Regions from separate parts of the Sus scrofa genome. Here region 1 is linked to region 2. A link is a contact called in public Hi-C data. All regions are on one chromosome and are shown on one strand. The core of a region is the stretch at or near the end of the contact, and the rest is flanking DNA. Distances in the headings are between cores, read along the strand shown.

The links. A called contact is a pair of places that touch in the nucleus more often than the background predicts.
Region 1: a contact with region 2 is called in a Hi-C map of blood, with 5 times the contacts expected there. The contact joins two enhancer-like sites. A contact is called at or near these places in 5 of 47 Hi-C or Micro-C datasets (blood, embryonic fibroblasts, fetal skeletal muscle and 2 more).

Annotation. Positions count from the first base shown.
Region 1 is chr9:55,551,446-55,554,145 of Sscrofa11.1, reverse strand. No RefSeq gene overlaps it. Among named protein-coding and RNA genes, the nearest start is that of ETS1, 41 kb to the right of the region's middle. Within about 2 kb of position 1,430, at least 15 of the 83 cell types and tissues checked have an H3K27ac peak or open chromatin away from gene starts, as enhancers often do.
Region 2 is chr9:55,184,142-55,186,841 of Sscrofa11.1, reverse strand. No RefSeq gene overlaps it. Among named protein-coding and RNA genes, the nearest start is that of ETS1, 330 kb to the left of the region's middle. Within about 2 kb of position 1,356, at least 3 of the 83 cell types and tissues checked have an H3K27ac peak or open chromatin away from gene starts, as enhancers often do.

The DNA.
Region 1 (2,700 bases), core at 181-2,680, 370 kb before region 2:
GTAATTTGGAATGCAGGATGAAAAGAATTATGAGAACAGAGTATTAGAAGAAAGTGGAAGCCGGAGGGGAAAGGGACCACGGTGGCCTGTAGTGAGCTGGGGCTGGGGCCAGATGGGACCCCTCTAAGGATGCTGAGCAGGGCGAAGAGTAAAGGGTCTGGTGGATCCGCTTTTGGAAGGACTCAGCGCAACTCCCTCCCACTTGTATCCTGTTCTTTATTTCCTCGCCTCTCCTTCCAGAGAGAGAATCCATGAGACTCAGTCAGCACCTGCTCATTAGAGTGCCTACTGTATACAAGGCACTAGGAGGTACAGAACTATGCCCTGTTCTCAGGAGCGTAGGCTCGGGAGGGGTGAGTAATAGATTCCTACCCAGACCCACTTCTTTAACCACACTGAGTGAAGGCTGTGCCGTGCTTCAGGGCAGGACCTCCATGTCATGGCATCGGGTGGTGACAGCGGCTGCTGTTCAGGAGTATGCAGAGTCGGGGGCACCTGTGGAACCCATGCTATTCTCTGCAGAGCCATCAGGAAGGCCTGACCCCGAGCCTGGTCCAAGCTGACCCACCAGTGCTTCCCAAGGTCATGGTGACCTCCCTCCGCTCTGCCAGTGGGACCTGCGGTCTGACCCTAGGTTTACGGACACATTCAGATGGCAAATTGAAACAGGGTCTTGTGGAGTTCCTGTCATGGCTCCATGGAAATGAATCTGACTAGCATTCATGAGGTCGTGGGTTGGATCCCTGGCCTTGCTCAGTGGGTTAAGGATCCGGCATTGCCGTGAGCTGTGGTGTAGGTCACAGGTGCAGCTTGGATCCCGAGTTGCTGTGGCTGTGGTGTAGGCCGGCAGCTACAGCTCCGATTGGATCCATAGCCTGGGAACCCCCATATGCCACAGGTGCAGCCCTAAAAAGACCAAAAAAAGAAAGAAAGAAAGAAAGAAAGAAAGAAAGAAAGAAAGAAAGAAAGAAAGAAAGAAAGAAAGAAAGAAAGAAAGAAAGAAAGAAAAAGAATCTGGGTCTAGTCCAGAAAGTCCAGGAGGGCCATTGCCCTGCTGACCCCACAGTGCACTTTGGCCCCCCAACCCCTGCTCAGGACCCTTCTCTGTGATTAAATGGAGAACAAGCAGCAAGGAAGCCAGCTCCCAGCAGGGAGCATGTGCCTCTGTCACCCTCTTTCAGAACCACTTTCTTTGTTCGGTGCCCAGAAAAGGCGACCTGGGCGGGCAGAGGCTGACCCTGCCTGGCCTCCACCCTTCTGGAAGCACAGCCCACCTGGCTTCAAAACTTTCTTGTCCAGGTCTGATTCTTTCTCTCCAGCCGGGTTCTGCTGGTGTCTGGAGAAGACTTTTGTCAAAGCTGACTGGCGCCCAGAACACTCTCTGAGTGACTACGCATCTCTTTTCTTGAAAAACAGGAAGTCACCCCAGGCCAGTGTTAAGTCAGCCCCAAACCCAGAGGTTTAGATCTCAGTAGCGCGCAGAAAGTGTAAAACTTGGCAAGTTAGCCGTGTTATCATCCTCTTTCAGATGCCTGGGTTTTTCTCCCTGCCCTCGCCCCCAGCTTCCCTGTCCGATGTGGGCTTCCTGGGTGACACCGGGAGGAAGACACAGTGGTGGGAGGCAGGGACCCTCCCAGGGCTTGGAGACCCGCTGGTTCAGCAGGTGGAATAGAGGACAAGGCCTCAGATCACGAAACCCATTTGTGCTGGTCTGTTATGCGGTTGGTCCTGCAGCCTCAGAGCCAAAGGGTTACATTCATATTTCATCATCAAGAATGAAAATCCTCTAAACTCAGGTATCAGTATCACTTTTTAGGAAGAATGCTTTGAACTTCCAAATCCTAAAGCTGTTCGTATTATTTTGGGGAACGATCAAGCCACGCACAGGAAGACGCAGGTTGTGGGTGATCAAGAGGCGTAGAAAGCAAGCAACGGGAGTCAACCCCAGGGAGTCAACCCCAGGGAGTCAGCCACGGGGCACGTGGGACTACATTCAGGTCAAGAGGGAACCCTCCGCGTGAGACGAGCCTGGGCCTGGGTTCCTCCGCGTCGGTCGGATGACGAGGTCCAGCCCATGCGTGGGTACCTGGTGTGGTCCTCCCCCCCGGCCCAGGTTCCCTCCTCCTCCTCCTTCTCGCCTTCCAATCCTCTTCGTTCCGCTCACTCTCCCTCTCCTAAACCGGATCTCCTTTCCATGGGAATAAGCCACTATAGGTCTGAGCGCTGGCCTAAATAACGCCGACAAGCTACCTCTTCCACCTCCCCTCCATGGGATTACCAGCTGCAAGGTGACGTTGTAACACGGACAGGACTCCAGAGATGACACTGGTTGCCAGGGGCAGAAAGGGAAGAGTTTAAGCCAAGACCCAAGGAGCCCAAGAAAGGGATGTTGTGGGCGGGATTCGTGCTGGGTCATCTCCAAGGACTGTTCCCGTCCCCGGGGTCCTCTGAGAGATATCCTGGGGAGCAGACACCTCCCACACCAATGCCCCGGCTTTCTCCTGCCACCTCTTCTGCTCCAGGGCCATCTCTGCCCACCCGGTGCTCTCCTCCAACCCCACCCCACGCCCCTCCAACATACACACTCTGCTCCCCGCCCCCCGTGTGTCATCTTGGAAACAAGCGTGCGTAGATGACTCCAGACGCCTCCCGGCTCTCGTGTGTGCTTTGTGGCCAGGAAGAGGGTTCCCCGGGTGGGTC
Region 2 (2,700 bases), core at 107-2,606:
ATAAGGTCAACTATGAACAATAACCACCATTATTATTGCTAACTTTTTTGTCAAAATTCAAAGTCCAACAGAGTACAATGGTCATGGTATTCTTCATACTTTTAATCAACTTAGAACCCAAATAAAAGGCGAAAGATTTATACGATCTGAAGAGAAAACAAAGTATATCAACAAATAAATAGATTACAAGATTGCTGATACATGAACTATTTACATACTATTTCAAGAAAGGTGGGGAAAAACTGTAATGCAATGTATATATCTAGGATAACCTGAGCCCCTTGCTGTACAGTGGGAAAAAAAAAAAAAAAAAAAAAAAAAAGAACCCAGAGTGACCCATACAGGGGGTGGGGTGGTACCCGAGGAAAGGCCATCTATAGTGTCTGTTTAGTAGATAAAGAATGAGGTTTAATTTGAGCTGAGTTCATTTGCATATATTGTACAATTTTCTTCTTGGACATGATGCTTTGATTCTTTTTGGGGGAGGGGGAATTTTGGGGGTGGCTGAAGGGCTGATTTGCACCTATGATCCAAGATGCCTACAACTGTTATTTCATTTGAAGGAGAAAGACAAAAAGGACAGCATTCAAGTGGAGAGAACTTGTTCTCACGTTTCCTCTTGCTGGAACCAATGTCAGTATTCACTACCCTTAGGACATATATTCATTCCATAATGTAAGAAGTTATTATTTAAACCCAAACCCTTGGGTTCTCATTTCCTGGGTACTCTCATGGTGTCTGTGAGAGTTCTTGAGAGACCAGGGACCCTCTTGAAAGAGTCTGTTGCTTTGCAGGAAGCTGAGAACACATTCTCATAACTTCACAGTTTGTTTTGCTCCTGCTGTCGTGACTATTAGAAAATTAGAAAAAGGAGAAAATAAGAACCTGTTCTTGACTGAATTACATGTTTTTTAATTATAAAAATGATAGAAGTTAGTTGTAGGAGAGGGGGGAAAAGCACAATAGCAGGACAGAGAGTACACAGTGAAAGAGCAGGTCTATCTAGATGCTCCCCAAACCCAGTTTTATATATAAATGAGATTATATTATGTATGTATTTCCACTTGCTTCCCCCCCCTGCCACATACCACTTTTAAATACATTCTGATCACTTTTCTATTTCAATACATGTAGGTTTATCTCAAGGTTAGCAGCTCAATAGTTTCATTGTATATTTTTATCATAAACTCAGTAATATATTTAGCCAGCTCTCTAATGCTGGAATCTTTTCCCCTAGTGTTGCTCAATTGCCAAAAATAATTAGTGAATATCCTTCCAGGAGCCTTCAGTGATCAAAGTATGTATAGGGTGATTCCAAATAAAATGAGACAGAAAGCAACAGTGACCAAATGCAAAAGATCTTCTCAACTTGTTTCTGGTGACAATCGGACTAGAAATATGAGTCTGAAGAACATTTAAGTGTATTGTTCCAAAACAAACTTATTATCAGATTTGAAAATGGAATAAGTTTTGTACATGGAGAGAATTCAGATAAATCTCTTGCCCACTAGAAAACTAAAGCAATTGCAGCAGAGAAGACACAACAGAAATAATAAATTGCTAAGCAACAGAGATCCTGTTTACATGCAAATATTGGTAGTAATAACAAAAAAGACACAGAGTGCATGAATAACACAGGAAATATGATCTGAAGGCAAAATCGCCTATAACAAAATATTTGGGTTTTGTTTTGGAATGGTTTGCTTGTCCACAACAAGTCAACAGCTATATTTATATTGACACCACCTGAATTAGTTTGCCCCAAAGTTAACCTGACGTTTTGCCATCTGCTATCAGTCTAAGAAGGAAGTTTATCCTGACGCAGACAAAGACCAAAAAGGTGTTTTTGTTTCAGCTTATCTTTACCAAGGACCTTCACACGAAGGACAGCTTTGTGGTACTTTAGACATTTCTTCTTAACCTAAAATCTAAGGAGCATTGGAGCATTAAATATTTTTCCTGTGATGTTGGCCCTTTAACCTGTACTGGTTTATTCTTTTTCTTAGCATGGACTTTTTAACCTTCCTGGGGAATGCACAGAGGTTGTCACTTATCCTAACTATATTTACATATTAATTTTAGAATAGACCTACTCTCCTGACCTAAGACAACGACTTAGGGCTCTAATATTTAGGATGCTGCTGCTACTGATAAAAAACGTTACAGGAACATTGATGCATCATAATATCCAATCCCTTCTCAGTGTGAAACTTTGAGGTTAGTAGGTCCTGACTCAATTCATATCAGACATTTTTAACAGTATATCTTGTTCTCCACCCCACTCACCCTAATGAAAACTTCTTGAAGGAAAAGAAGATAACTTTTTTTCTTATCTTAAGAAAATATTTTAATCTATTTTATTGCCATACTTCTAAATTACTGGTGCATGAAAAATATTCATTGGCTAAATCCTCAGATTGTTGACTCATCTCCTAGTGCACTAAATACACCAAGTCTCATTCATAGATACATTCATATACTCAGTAATGACTTATTGACTACCTACTATGTGCCAGACAACGTGTGAGCAGTTGCTGGCCCATGAATGTAAGATCGTATTGGAGAGGACAGACAACCAACCAATTATCATCCAGGAAGGGGTGTTCATGACAAGGGACAAGGGAAGCACACAGTAAACATCTCAGGAAGAAAGAGCTGTTTTGGCCAAAAGCAGGGTTAAGTCTGCGTTGTTGCCATAAA